Linked DNA regions of Sus scrofa: regions 2, 3 and 4 are each linked to region 1. A link is a contact called in public Hi-C and promoter capture Hi-C data. All regions are on one chromosome and are shown on one strand. The core of a region is the stretch at or near the end of the contact, and the rest is flanking DNA. Distances in the headings are between cores, read along the strand shown.

Region 1 (3,479 bases), core at 118-2,617:
GGGAACAAGGAGAGCTACCACTGAGAAAAAGATGGAAAGGGTGAGACAAAGAAGACCTAACGAGTCGCCCAAGCTATGAGTCTGGTGTGTCTGGGGCCAGGGGCTCAAGGATCCTGGGAACGTTAGGGCTCCGGCTTCAGCCGAGGGCGAGGGGCAGGGCTGGGAAAAAGCCGTGGGCGGGAGGCCGCGGGGTCCCAGGGGAGGGCGGAGCAGGCTGGGGAACCGGATGCCAGGGTCCTGCAGACGGCTCCCTCCCCCGCCGAGGGCTGCGAGTTGGGGCGGGCTGCGAGTTGGGGCGGTTGGCCCCGAGTCCTCGACCCCCTCTGGCCGGTCCCTGCGCGATCCGCTCACTGTCTCCACCGCCGCAGCTCCCCCGCAGCGCCTCCCTACACCCCTCTAGCCCCCAACTCCCGCTGGCGCCTCCGCTCGCCCCCCGCCGGCACGCCCCCTCATTGTTCAGCGGCAGCGGCGCCGCCCCCTCCCCCAGCCCGTCGGGGCCCCTCGCCTTCCCCCTCACCTCCCGGGGAGTCTCCAGCCCCAGAGCAAGGCAGCCCGGTTGCTATTCGACCCTCGCACGGTCTCCGAGGAGGAGCAGAACCGGGGCTCCCGCGTCTCAGCAAGTCCGAGGTGTGAACTTCGTGCTCTCAGGTTCCGAGAACAAACTCCGGGATCTCTCCGAAAATGGGGTGTAGTGGTCCGAATTTCTTTGGTCCTCTAAGCAGAAGATGCTGGGAGCCTCGACTCTTGAATCTCAAATTGTAGTGCTGGGAACCCAAATTCCTGAGCCTTCTAGATGGGTTCGTGGGTTGGGGGGGAGTCCGTATTCCTGAGTTCCCCTAACTCTAAGAGCAGGAATTAAACCATCTCTAGGCAGGAGTGCAGGGAACCCCAAATTCCAGGGTCCCTTTCCCTTGAAGTAGTGGGCGCTTCAGCTCTAAACAGGCTGGGTAGGACACTAGGAGTCCGTATCCCAAGTTCCTCCAACCCGGGGAGTCTTGGACTTAGCTTTCTGGGAAACTCTAGAGGGAAACTCCGGTCTGGGATCCTAAGTTCTTCGAAACTGAGTGCAGGAAGCTGGGCCTACAGGGTCGCGCGGGGCTGAAGGGGACTCCTGGCTTCTCCAGGAGGGGGCGCTGGGCACCTGGATGTCTGGGGTCCTCAAGCTTGGACGCTGGGTGGGGCCTGGGCTTCGGGGGTCTCTCGGGATGCGGTGCAGAGTTTCGGGCTGTTGGAGTCTGCGACTCTGGACCCCTCAGGCTCCAGGATGGGTGGCACGGGTCTCGGACGGTGGCGGCGCCACATCTAGGGCTGGATAGTCCGGTCTCAGCTGTGGGGCAGGGGGCGGTCGCCCGAGGCCTCCCCTCCCCCCAGCCGCCCGGGCTCATATCCTGTTCCCGCCCGCAGGGGGAGGGGCCGCCTTCCGGCTGGCCAGCCAGCTAAGGGTTAAGACCCTTCCTCCCCAGGCTCTGAATATTCATAAGAAGGCGAGTCCCAGGCAGGCTACACCCCCACATTCCAAACGCCTTTCAGACTTTTCCCTTTTACAGCAAGAGCCTTTGAGGCGTGAGAATCCGGAACTGGTAACGCGCTTTCTCCTATTGGCCAACCCAAAGGTTCCTATTTGTATATGCAAAGATGAGGCGGAGCTAGCCAGTGAGGTCACGTGGTCAAGAACGACTGAAGGACCCCGGGACGCGAGGGTGCGGCCGAAGCTCCAGTGGCGCAATCGGTTAGCGCGCGGTACTTATATAGCAGTGCAAGCGGAGCAATGCCGAGGTTGTGAGTTCGATCCTCACCTGGAGCAACTTTTCTTCATATCAGTATTTTAGAGATTTATATGTCTTATTGATCGAGCCGAACACCTACATCACTTAGAGGAATGAACGTTTCGATCTTTGCAATTTTCAAACTGGAAAGACTCCTGGGACTCTGACGATGGTCGCTAAGGGAGTGTTTTGTATTGTGGGAGGTGCCGTTCTCTTCATCGTCACCAGGGGGTGGCATCGCCTCTTAGATGCCTGGGTCTGCAAATCTCAGTTCAAGACTTCTGCACATGCCAGACTTTTGTGTCCTCTGCAAACTCTGTATGTGACACTCTCTCCTCCATCTGTCTCTGTCTTGAATTTCTTCCCTCCAGTTTTGTCGAGATATAATCGCCGCATATCATTGTATTAGTCCAAGGTGTACAAAATAACAACCTGAGATAGTGTATAAAGTATGAAATAATTACCAGAACCGTTAACATCAATTACCTCACATAGGTACTATTTTGTATATGTGTATCTTGGAGTTTTCTCTGTCCCTCCTCATTTCGAATCGATTTATTATTTTTACTTTAACAAATTCTGAAATTTGTGACCCTTGTATGTCTGGTCTCTGTTTAGAGTTTAGGTGTGAGTGATAAGAGCAGTGAACAAGACAAAGTCAAAGTCTCTGCCCCAGTATTTGACTTTCTAGTGGGGGAGGCAGATTGCTATAAAGATCTAAGTCCATTTTATATGTTAAGTGGTTATAAACAACAAACGTAATGGAAAAAGTAGAGCAACATAGGAAGGATGCGGGTTGCAACAATAGCAGTCAGGGACCATCTCACTAAGGACACATTTGGGCAGAGACCTGAAGGAGGGGAGTGAGCTATTGGGACACCTGGGGAGTAGTCCAGGCAGAGGAACAGCCTGTGCAAAGGCCCAGTGGCTGAAGCGTGTCAGACGTATCGGTAGAAGCTAGCAAAAGGGACCAAAGATGAGAGCCAGACTGGGTAAGCCGGTGAGGACTTAGGACGTTGGCTTTTATTCCATTTGACTCAAGTGTCATGACAGGTTTCCTCTGGCTGTCTAGAGGGGGAGTGTTGAAAAGTCAGGGCAGGGACCAGAGCCAGGAGACAAGGAAGGGGTTCAGGTGGGAGATGATGTTGGATAGGATCAGGGAAGGGACCAGAGGAGGCAGGAGGGTACATTGTTACAGCTCTTTGGGGTGAGGGTTTGAGAATGAAGAGTGTTAAGAGGACTGCTTCCCAGGTGTTTGGCACTGGTACCTGGTGGTAGGTGCCATTTTCTCAGGTGAGGGTTGGTTGGTTGGTTTGGAAGGGGCAGAAAATCTGTTTTTGCAAAGGGAAGGACCAGACCGTGTTACTTCTTGTTCTTTCAGTGTCTGCGTGCCTTGCTCTCGCTCTCCAGTGTCTCTGGGTTTCTGTCTCTCTTTCCCAATCCTCGTCTCCAGGTATGGGGGACTTGAGCCTTTTCCCAAAACTGGGCGGGGTCTTCCTGTAAGGGAGGTTAGAGATCAAAGGCAAGGGCCCGCCAGTGGGCAAGGGGAGAGGGCCAGAGAGGAGTGAGAGGGCAAGGAGGGGAGGGGAGGGGAGGAGAACACTCGCAGGAGGGAATAGGGTGGGGAAATAGGGTGAGGAGGGAAGTGGAACTGCGAGGATGAAGAGCACGGAGAGGGAAGAAGGGGGGATGGGAGAAGGCGGAGGAAGGGGG
Region 2 (3,162 bases), core at 504-3,003, 67 kb after region 1:
AGGGAAACCCAGGGAGCGTTTTCAGGAAGGGAATTATGCAGGAAGTCTCTTAGTAAGGCAGGAGGTCTCTGAGTGGAGACTGAAGGGGTTCTGGGAGGTGCTGGAGAGGTCTTGGGAAGGATTTCAAGGGCATACCTCAGACTCGAGGGTGTCGCTGGGGTCTCTGAGAAGATATGAGGAGGTCCTGAAAAACTATCTCAGAGAGGTCGTGAAGAGAAGGTCTTAGGATTTTGGGGGGGGGTTATGAGAAGGATTTTTAGCTTATTTGAAAAAAGTTCATATAGGAGAGATTTTTGAAAGGTTATCTAAGGGGGGGGTGGTTCTATAAAATTTCAAAGAGAAACTATGAGGAAAACTGTTGGAATCCTGAAGAAGCAATTTATGGAATATTTCGCGTGGGTTACTGGGAAAGATTCGGGATACAAAAAAGAGGTTCTGGAAGAGGCTTGTGGAATATGAGAAGAGAATTCTCTGCAGATTTCAGGGCATCTCTGAAGGAGAATTTTGGTCTGAGGTAGTCATCAGGGGAAGATTTTAGGGAGGCGTGAGGGTCATCTCCAGGGCATTTCAGGGTGGTGGGATTTGGGGTACATGAGGAGGTCTTTAGAAGAAATTTTGGGGGTCTGTGGAAGGGTCCAAAGGTATGGATGACTTCTGGGATATGTGAGGGGGGGAGCGTAAATGGGAGGTGGATGTTGCGGAAACGCGGGGGTGGGGGGGGAAGTCACCGGACACGGGACCTCCAGGTGAGCTGTGGGGATCCAAGAGTCTCTGAGGAAGATTCTCAGGGGCTATCAAGGGCATTCTGGAGGATTCCAGGGGGGAGGGGCTCTGAGATTTTGGGGCTCTGAGTGGAAAATCTCCAAGGTGATTTCTGGTATGGGGGTAGGTGGGAGAGAAAATTCTTGGGATGTGTGAGAAGGAAATCTGGGGGAGATTGTTGGGACATGCTAAGTAGGTCGCTGGGGGAGATTTCTGGAATGTACGGGGTCTGGAGGGGATTTCGGGGAGTCTCTGAAAGAGATGTTTAGGGCTTATAAGGGAGGCTCCTAGAGACGATATATGACACATATTGTTGGTACATGAGTGGCTTCGGGGAAATATTTTTGGTCACGGGAGGAGGATGGGGGATCTGGGGCCACGGGGGGGGGGGTCCTCTGAGGAAGATTTTTGAGGCGTATGACGGGGTCTGGAGCAGACGTAGAAATACCAGAGGTGGTCTCTCGAGGTCTTTCGCCTCGTGGGAGGGGAATGGAGGAGTTGGGGCAGACTCCGGGGATCTGTGGGCGTGCCCGCCAGGGAGGTGTCGGAGGTAAACCTGGGGGGGTCACGAGAAAGGGCTGCGGGCCGGGCCCCCCGACCACCCCGAGGAGCGAGAATTTCGGAGAGAGCTCGAGAAGCGGCCTGTGCGGGCGACTCAGGAGACCGGTGTGGGGGATTCTCTCGAGGGCCGGGAGTCCCGAGGCCCGCACTCCGCGCCCGCCACCGCCCGGGGTCCCTGAGGGGGCGGGGCCGCCCGCGCGGCCTGGGGCGCCCCGAGGTGAGCCCCGCGCGCCCCGACCCGCCGCCGCCTCGCGTCCGCCCGGCCCTGCCGGCCACTCACCGCCTCGGCCTCTGCCGCCGCCGCCGCCGCCGTCCAGGCCTCCTCAGGCCGCCGCCACCGCCGTCGCCCCCTCTCCAGCCCGCGAGCTCCCCTCCCTCCTCCCGCACCGACCACCGCCGCCGCCGCCGCCGCCGCCGCCGTCGCGCTGCGTCACCGCGCCGTGCGTCACCGCCCCTGGCCCCGCCCAGGGACCGCAGCGCGCCCGCATTAGCTGATGCCAAGGTGATGAACAGCGCACCCACCAATGGGCGGCGAGGGCAGCCCGAAGGGCGGGAGGTGTGCGCGGAGAAAGGCGGGGTCGCGGTGGAGAGGGGGGCCACGGAGGTGGAACGAGGCCCACAAGACCCGCCCCCTGCTCTGTGGGATTGGTCGGCTGCGCGACTGACGGGCAGTCGGCTGGCGGGCGGGGAAGGGGCGGGGCGCGCGCGGCGTTGCTATGGGCAACGGGCCCGGCGGAGTCTGGGATTGGGCCTCCAGGCCCGCAGGGGGCAGTCTCGTGCCGGTCTACCTCACCGGCCGCGACATAAGTCACAATTCCTGATTCTGGCGTTCAAGGACTGGTGGCGCGTCCCGCCAGCGCACCCCGCCAGCGCTCCCTGCTCTAGGCCTGGGCCCGGTTGTGCCCTGACCCTCCAGGTTGCGGGTCGGCGCTCGGGCTGTAGGAGTCTCAGCTCTCTCACCAAACCCTTCTCTGCGTCTGTTGCCTTGTCTCTCAAATGGGATTAGGATCGAAAGAGACGATACATATATAAAGTGCTGGACACCAAGCAGACCATCAGTAAATGGGGGTTGTTGCTCTGACTGTTGTAACCTTTTTATTTCACACACTGTCCTGGACCGGTGTCAACTAACCAGAGTGGGGGCCCTCAGAAGGCTTCCAGGTGACCATGGTTGGTAGAGGAACTCAAAGAAATGTATTCGGAGTGGAAAGTAGAATTTAAGGCAAGGAGTGAAGGGAAATGAGTCACGGCCAGAACTTTGGCCACTTGAGAGAGTTGAGACTCGTCCCCAGGGCACTGAGAAGCCATGGCAGGGCTTCAAGCCAAGGAGAATCGGTGGGGGTTTGGAAAGGTGTTCCCGGCTTCTATATGGAGGATGGATTGGAGGGAATAGAACTGGAGCCATTAGTCCAGGGAAGCAGCTGTGGTGGGAGAGGGGCGTTTGCACTAGGGTGGGACTATGGGAAGGGAAGGGGGCATTGGTGGGAGGGATGGACGCCCAGGAGGCCCGTGAAGCTGCCCTGGGACTGGTTGGCCCCGGAGGGGGAGGGAGGGAGGAATCCAAGACAAGGCCTTCTGGCTGGAAAACTAGGGGGTTTGGGGGCCTTCCCTGAGAAGGAGACCCAGAGGAGAAGCAGGTTTGGAAGGTACTGAGCCCAGTGTGGGCCACCTAGCATTGGAGTCCAGGAGGCTGCATAACCCCTGGATCTAGTGCTTAAGAGAGGAATTGGGGTTGGAAATCAGGATTTGAGGATAAGCAAAGATGGTAATTAGGAGTTCCCACATGGCACAGTGGGCTAAGGATCCGGTATGGCTGCAGCTGTAATATAGGTTGCAGCT
Region 3 (3,487 bases), core at 220-2,719, 93 kb before region 1:
CAAAGCAAAAAGAAAAAAGAAAAAGAAAAGAAGAGAAAGAGGAGGGAGATGAGGAATCAGGGAGAAGAAGAAAGAGACACACACACGGTGGGGGAAGGAAAAGAGTGAGTTAGAGAGAGGCAGAGAACAGGAGAGAACTGGGACTGGAGGGGAAGGCAGGGCCCCCTCCCAGCCACTTTCAGCCCTGCTCTCTGGGAGGTCAAGGCTGGCCCCTGGGGTTGCTGTTGTTGACACAAAGGTTCAACTCTAGGACCCCACATACCGAGGACTAAAGTCACCCTCCTTCAGCCTCTGCACAGCACTGTTCCCCCCCCCACCCCCAATTTTGACTCCCCTACTCCTCCCCACCCTCCCCACACCACTAAGTAGCCTCCTCACTGAGACTTAGCGGCAGAAGCGCCACCTGGGGGTGGGGAAGGCTGTCCCGGACACTCAGTCTCTGGAGTTGACCCCTTGTCCTCGTAGGGAGGCTCTGCTCACACTCCAGTCCCAGCAAGAGAGTGGATGACTGAATCCAGAGCTCTCTGGTCCAAGGAGAGTGAGTGGCAGGTGGAGCTACCCCACCCCCGCCCCCGCCCCCGCAGCCCTGTCCCCAAGGGAGGAAGCGGGCGTGGGCGGGGACAGCCCCTCACCAGTAGACGACTCGAATCAGGATCTTGTTGTCCACTTGGATGTTCTCGCTGGTGGAGGCCAATGCGTTCGTAGAAACCGGTAAGGCGACGGCCAATGGGATGGTCGCCAGGATGGGCGTCCCTGGGACATGTCCAGAAGTGGAATCTGTCAGCTTGGTGGTGGATGAGTCGGTCCCAGCCCCCGGCGTGGACTCCAGTAAATTAGTGGCCAACGGAGAAAGCGCAGGAAGGGGCTCCTGGACGGGAACGAATCCATTGGCGACCAGTGGGAGGTGCTTCGCCCTCGGGGTTGGCGTAGGATCCTCATCAGGCGACAAAGTGAGTTCGGGATCAGGTTCCAGGGGCGGATCCAAAGAAGGCAGGGCTGGGTTCGGGAGGGATTCCAAAGCAGGGACCAGGACCTGAGATAGGGTCGGCGTTGGGATCCCGACCGTGGTCGGCACCCGGACCGGGGTCGGCACCTGGACCGGAGTCGGGGTCCGAACCGGCGTTGGGGTCCGGACCGGAGTCGGGGTCCGAACCGGTGTTGGGGTCCGGACCGGAGTTGGCGTCCGGACGGGGGTCAGGGTCCGAACAGGGGTCGGGGTCCGGACAGGAGTTGGCGTCCGTACTGGAGTCGGGGTCCGGATCGGACCCGGACCCGAGGCCGGGACCAGATTGGGAGTCCGGACCAGGAGGGAGGTCCTGGCCAGGGTCGAACCCCTGGCCGGAGTCGAGGCCCGGACTGAGGCCAAGGGTCGCAGCGAGGCCGAGGGCCGGACAGGGGAGGGGGCTGGGGCCCGTGCCGGGTTATTCATGGGGGCCAGGGTCGGACCCCAGGTAACCCGGGTTGGGATCCCGCCTGACCCCCCTGCCTTGGGCCGCGGGGGCCTCATCTGCACAGGATTCTGAAATGGGAGGCGACCACAATGGGGCGCTGTTACACCGGGTTCCATGCGGCAGGCAGGTTCTATCAACCTGAGCAGGGGATGGAGGGGGGGGATGGGGCTGAGATCACGGGGATCTCGCCAGTAATTCCCATCTCTGGAATCCCCACCTCCAGGGTGGAGAACACACAGACTGCCAATGTCCCTAACCTTCATGCGTTCACTATATGTTTGAGTGGCTGCTGTGTGCACAGTCCTATGCTGGGTGATTCCGGGGACACAGCAGGCAGGAAAGCTCAGGTCCAGTGATCAGGCTCCCTGCCAGGTAGGGGAGATCTAGCCATTACCAAACAATGACGGCCCAGTAAGGTCAAGGCCAGGGTGGAGGAGGCCCAAGCAAAGGGATTAGAGACGGGTGAGGAAGCACAGGGACTTGTGGGATCCCAGAAGAGGCATCAGAACCAGTCTGGGGCAATCAGAGAGGGCTTCCTAGAGGAAGGGACAACCGAGAGACCCAAAGAAAATAATACTCACACATTTTACACTCATAGAGTGCTAAGTGCTACACATGTGCCCACAGCCAGCAAGTGGCAGAACCAGGATTTAGATCCCGGCTCTCAGGCTCCGGGTTCCTGGCACAGAACCACTCCGCCAAGGGCTCTAACACACTGTGGGTTCCTCCAGGGTGAGAACTTGTCTGGTTCACTGCTGAATCCCCAGCTCCTAGAACCAGTCCTGGCACACAGTAGGCACTCGATAAATATAAATATATTTTTATTTTGAAACAGTTTTAAAATGAGAAGTTGGGAAAGCCATACAGAGAATTCCTGTGTAACTTTCACTCTGCTTTCCCCAGTAACTGACACCAAACCCAAGTTCGTTCTGCTGGAAACTCTACAGGCCAAAAACCCAGAGATAAATTGTTGGGGCAAGGAATAACGACTTCAATGGGAAAGCTAACAGACCGAGAAGATGGCAGACTAGTGTCTCCAAAAAACCTATCTTCTCAATCTGAATTCATGCTCCGTTTATACAGAGGAAGGGGAGGGGCCAGTGGTCACTCACAGTGGCTTGTTTGGGGAAGGGCCCACTGCAATGCCAACCAATGGCAGAGCAGGAACGCCAAGGGTCACTCACCAACGGTTGCCTGCTTACATAACAAAACATCTTATGTAACCACAGTACATTGTCAAAACCAAATGGTCCAATACTATTAGGTCAGTACAGACCTGATGCAGATTCGTGGAAGGGGTTCGAGCAGAGAAATACCGCCCACTGTGCTTCTCAACACCCAAGAGCCCCTCCTATGTTAACCCTTGGGCCTGGGTCCAAAAAACCAGGACCAAGAAAGACCCTGGGAGTTTCTGCTGTGGCGCAACAGTGTCTCTGCAGCACCAGGACACAGGTTCCATCCCTGGCCCAGCACAGTGGGTTACAGGATCCAGCGTTGCTACAGCTTCTATGTAAATCACAGCTGCGGCTGGGATCTGATCCTGGGATCAGATCTGGCCTGGAAACTCTACATGCTTCAAGGCAGCCAAAAAAGAGAAAAGAAAGAGAGAAAGAGAGTTCCCATCCTGGCTCAGGGGAAACAAATCCGACTAGGAACCATGAGGTTGCGGGTTCGATCCCTGGCCTCGCTCAGTGGATTAAGGATCTGGCACTGCCATGAGCTGTGGTGTAGGTTGCAGATTCAGCTCGAATCTGGCGTTGCTGTGGCTGTGGCGTAGGCCGACAGCTGTAGCTCCAATTAGACTGGGAACCTCCATATGCCGCAGATAGGGCCCGAACAAGACAAAAGACAAAGGAAAAAAAAAAAAAAAAGAAAGGGAGAAAGGAGGAAAGGAGGGGAAAGAAGAGAAAAGGAGGGAGGGAAGGAAAGAAGAAAGACACTGAGGAGTTCCCCCTGTGGCACAGTGGATTACTGACCCAGCTAATTTCCATGGCACTGCCAGGTCCATCCACATTTTGCTATAGATGTAGCTCAGA
Region 4 (3,116 bases), core at 75-2,574, 88 kb after region 1:
TGGACAGATGGAGGGATGAGAGGCCGAGGGATGGACAGATGGGCCTTGAGGGGAGGGACACAGACTGGGTCCTTCCCCACCCACCCCACCCCAACCCCCACTGGTCAGATCTCCGCAGATGGGGCCAGAGTTGCCTGCATCCAGACGGCCGGGCTGGGGGACCTTTGGGCTGCTGGTGGGAGGATTGCCTTGAACCAGTGCTCTAGGACTCAGCCCCCAACCCCTGAGATTTGACCTGCTGAACTCTGACCTGGCTGGGGATGGGGGGGCTTGCTGGGAGGGAGGGATGCTGGGATTTCTTTGGCTTGGGAAGTAGGTGGGGCGGGGGTGCCTCAGGGCTGGGAGGGATGTGTTCGTGACTGTGTGTGAATGGGAGTCTGTGCCTATCTGTTGACTGTGCCACTGTGGTTCAATATTTTGTGGTGTTTATAAGTGTGTAAATACCTCCCAGGGCTGTTGTGTGAGCATGTGTCTGTGATAAGTGAATATCTCGGAGTATCTGTGCAAAGGTGGATCTTTTTGTACCCGTGTGCTTGTTGGAGTGTGTATCAGCCTTTTAAGTGTCTTTGCACATTGTAGTTCTGTGTGTATGTGTGATGTGTGTATCCGCTAGTGTGTGCATTTATGCATCTGATGGTGTAGGAATATATCAGCTTTGTGAACATGTGTCCTGGGGATATGTGAGGTTGTAAGAGTGTGTTTGGGCACTTAAGAGCATGCACATATGTATCTTTGTGCAAGTGAGCATGTTATATGTGCATGCCCCTGTGTGTTGGCGAGTGTGCAAGGGTAGATCTGTTATAGGTGCATGCACCTGGGGGTAAGTGCATTTCACTGTTGTGTGTGCATCTGTGTTTAAATGTGCAAGGGAAAAGGCAGTGTTGTGTGGTTGTGTGCAGGTGTGTCAACCTTGAGGGTATACGTCTATGTTGTCTCCATTTGTGTGTCCATGTTGGCCTCTGGGGGGTGGGGTTGGGTGCGTTCAAATATATATGTGCAGGGTGATGTGCACACAGGTGCCTGTGTCCCAGCACAAGGCTGACCCCACTTCTGAGCCCAGTGAGACTGGGGTCCCTGTGACGTGACCTGGGGTCTACTGGGGTCCATGGACACAGTGTGTCCACACCTGGGACAGGAGTCAATGGAGGGCAGGGGACACACAGATCCTGCTGCTGTGTCCATGGAAATCCAGATGTAGAGTCATAGGTTGTGGGCCCATGTAGGTTCTGGCATGTCCACACATGTTGGTGTGACAGAGGTGTGACGGCGAACATGGGAACTTCTGGTCCTCTTCCAGCTCCTGGTACTGTTCAGGTCTTTGAAGTTGGGCGACTGGGGTATGGATTCTGGAAAGAGGAAGCTGGGAGCTTAGAATCCTGGGTTTGAAGGAGAAGGGGGCTGAGGGGCCAGACTCCTGGGTCTTGAGAAAGGAAGGGCCTGAGACCTGGACTCTTGAGGGGCAGGGGGAGGAGGGTGGGTTCTTGCTTCTTGAGCCTCCAAAGGACAAAGGACAAAAGTCCTAGACTCTTAGGTTTTGGAGGGTGAACAACAGTCAGAGGCCTGGAATCCTGCATTTGCAGAAATGACTTCTTGGGTCCACTTTAGCCTGTGGAGAACCTGCAGCAGGAAGGCTAAGAGAGTGATCACACCAGGGACGCCCTTGGCTAAGATGGTCTTTCAGGCAGGTCTCCAGAGAGGAGCCAGAAGGATGCTAACCGTGTGGTTTTGTTCCTTTGCAGGGACTGGCCCAGGCCCTGACTCCCTGAAGAGAGGTGAGTGGGGCCCCTCAAGCTGGGGAGAGAGAAATGGAGTGATTGGGTTTGTTCTGAGCCAGCCAGAGGCCTGGAGCTCTGCCTTGTATGGATTTCTGTGGCCGGTATGGCAGTTTCCTGAGGGGCAGGCGCCCACCCAGGCTGGGGGTGGTGACCAGGTCAGGAACATCATGTTTGGGTAAGGGCTTGATAGAACCAGGGCACAGGGTGGGGGTGGGGGTCAGTGGGGCAGGGGTGTCTCAGGCCTGGAGGTAAGATGGGTAAGGTGGTTGGCAAAGGGAAGTCTCCTCTTTATCAGTAAAGGATGCAAGAGTTTCCTGACATGAAATGAGCCTGCATTTGGAGAGCGGCATGAGGATGCTGTACCATTTAGTGTGTGTATGTGCATGGATGTGGGAAAATCTGATAGTCAAACCTGCTAGTGGCTGAGAGAGAGCCAGAGAGAATGATCAAGCTGATGGCAGCTCACATTTATATAGTGTTTCCTGGGTCAGCAACCACTCTAGGTACTTTCCAGTCTATTATCTCATGTAAGACTCATAACAGCCTTATAAGATAGGTGTTATCACCCCCATTTTACCAATGAACACACTGAGGCATAAAGAGAAGAAGTCACCTGACTAAAGTCAGGCATCAGGGCACTGGGATGTGAATGGGGCAGCAGGGGGGCCCAGGTTCTGGTTCCATTGTTATTATTACTGTTTCAATTTGCCCCCCCTACCCCCCAGCTATGGGAAGATTTCCTGTTTCACAGGTTGCAGCTCTGAACCCTGGAGACCCTACAGCCAAGCAGGTGCAGAAAAGGTGGGTCTCCTAACTCAGGAGCGCCACCTCCCAGACCAGGCTTTTCTGTCCAGCATAGAGTAGTGTCCCCTAGGGAGTGCACGACAGGTTAGGAGGGGGCCTCAGAGCTAGTGGGACACCCTGACTCTGCCTCTGCTTCCTCTCTCCAGCCCCATCCCTGCCTCCCTCAGTCTCTCTGTTGCTTCCCCTCTTTGTCGGTCTCTCTAACACTCGTCTTCACTCTCCTGTCTCTCCCTTACGCCGTCTCTTTATCTCAGTCCCTCTTCGCTGCGTGGGTCTCGTCCACTCAGTTTTCCTGTCTCTCTCTGCTTCGGGCTTGCTCCCCAGTCTCTTCGCCTCTCTTTCAGAGTCTTTCTCTTTTTGTCTCTTTGTCTCCCCCTTGTCTCTCCCTGTCTCTTTACCTCTCTCTCTGCCTCTCCTGGTCCCTCCTCTCTGTGTCCACAGCCCCCCCATGGGCTGAAGGATCAGAGCCACCTCAGGCCGCAGCCCCGCACTGCAGATTCCCAGGAGGTGGGCCAGCAGGGACAGGTGTGGGGTGGG

The links. Promoter capture Hi-C pulls out the DNA fragments that hold promoters and counts their contacts. A called contact is a pair of places that touch in the nucleus more often than the background predicts.
Region 2: a promoter capture Hi-C map of liver shows a contact between it and region 1, with 4 times the contacts expected there. The contact joins the promoter of SAMD4B here to the promoter of PLEKHG2 in region 1. A contact is called at or near these places in 1 of 5 promoter capture datasets (liver), 10 of 47 Hi-C or Micro-C datasets (alveolar macrophages, blood, embryonic fibroblasts and 3 more) and 2 of 2 datasets of contacts at active chromatin or transcription factors (alveolar macrophages and skeletal muscle).
Region 3: a Hi-C map of liver shows a contact between it and region 1, with 7 times the contacts expected there. The contact joins the promoter of SELENOV here to the promoter of PLEKHG2 in region 1. A contact is called at or near these places in 2 of 47 Hi-C or Micro-C datasets (liver and skeletal muscle).
Region 4: a contact with region 1 is called in a Hi-C map of epiblast stem cells, with 4 times the contacts expected there. The contact joins the promoter of LRFN1 here to the promoter of PLEKHG2 in region 1.

What each region holds. Positions count from the first base shown.
Region 1 is chr6:48,067,420-48,070,898 of Sscrofa11.1, reverse strand. It overlaps PLEKHG2 (pleckstrin homology domain-containing family G member 2), which reads right to left and starts at 1,367. Exons shown (of 21, transcript XM_021094371.1): 1 at 518-1,367. TRNAI-UAU (a tRNA gene) reads left to right here and starts at 1,712; the gene lies at 1,712-1,804.
Region 2 is chr6:48,001,317-48,004,478 of Sscrofa11.1, reverse strand. It overlaps SAMD4B (protein Smaug homolog 2), which reads right to left and starts at 1,753. Exons shown (of 13, transcript XM_021094367.1): 1 at 1,604-1,753.
Region 3 is chr6:48,160,410-48,163,896 of Sscrofa11.1, reverse strand. SELENOV (selenoprotein V) reads right to left here and starts at 1,469. Exons shown (of 6, transcript NM_001166045.1): 1 at 633-1,469. The coding sequence starts at 1,429.
Region 4 is chr6:47,979,740-47,982,855 of Sscrofa11.1, reverse strand. It overlaps LRFN1 (leucine-rich repeat and fibronectin type III domain-containing protein 1), which reads left to right and starts at 1,324. Exons shown (of 7, transcript XM_021094364.1): 1 at 1,324-1,772; 2 at 2,501-2,576. LOC102160572 (a long non-coding RNA gene) reads right to left here. Exons shown (of 3, transcript XR_002344655.1): 3 at 1,262-1,346.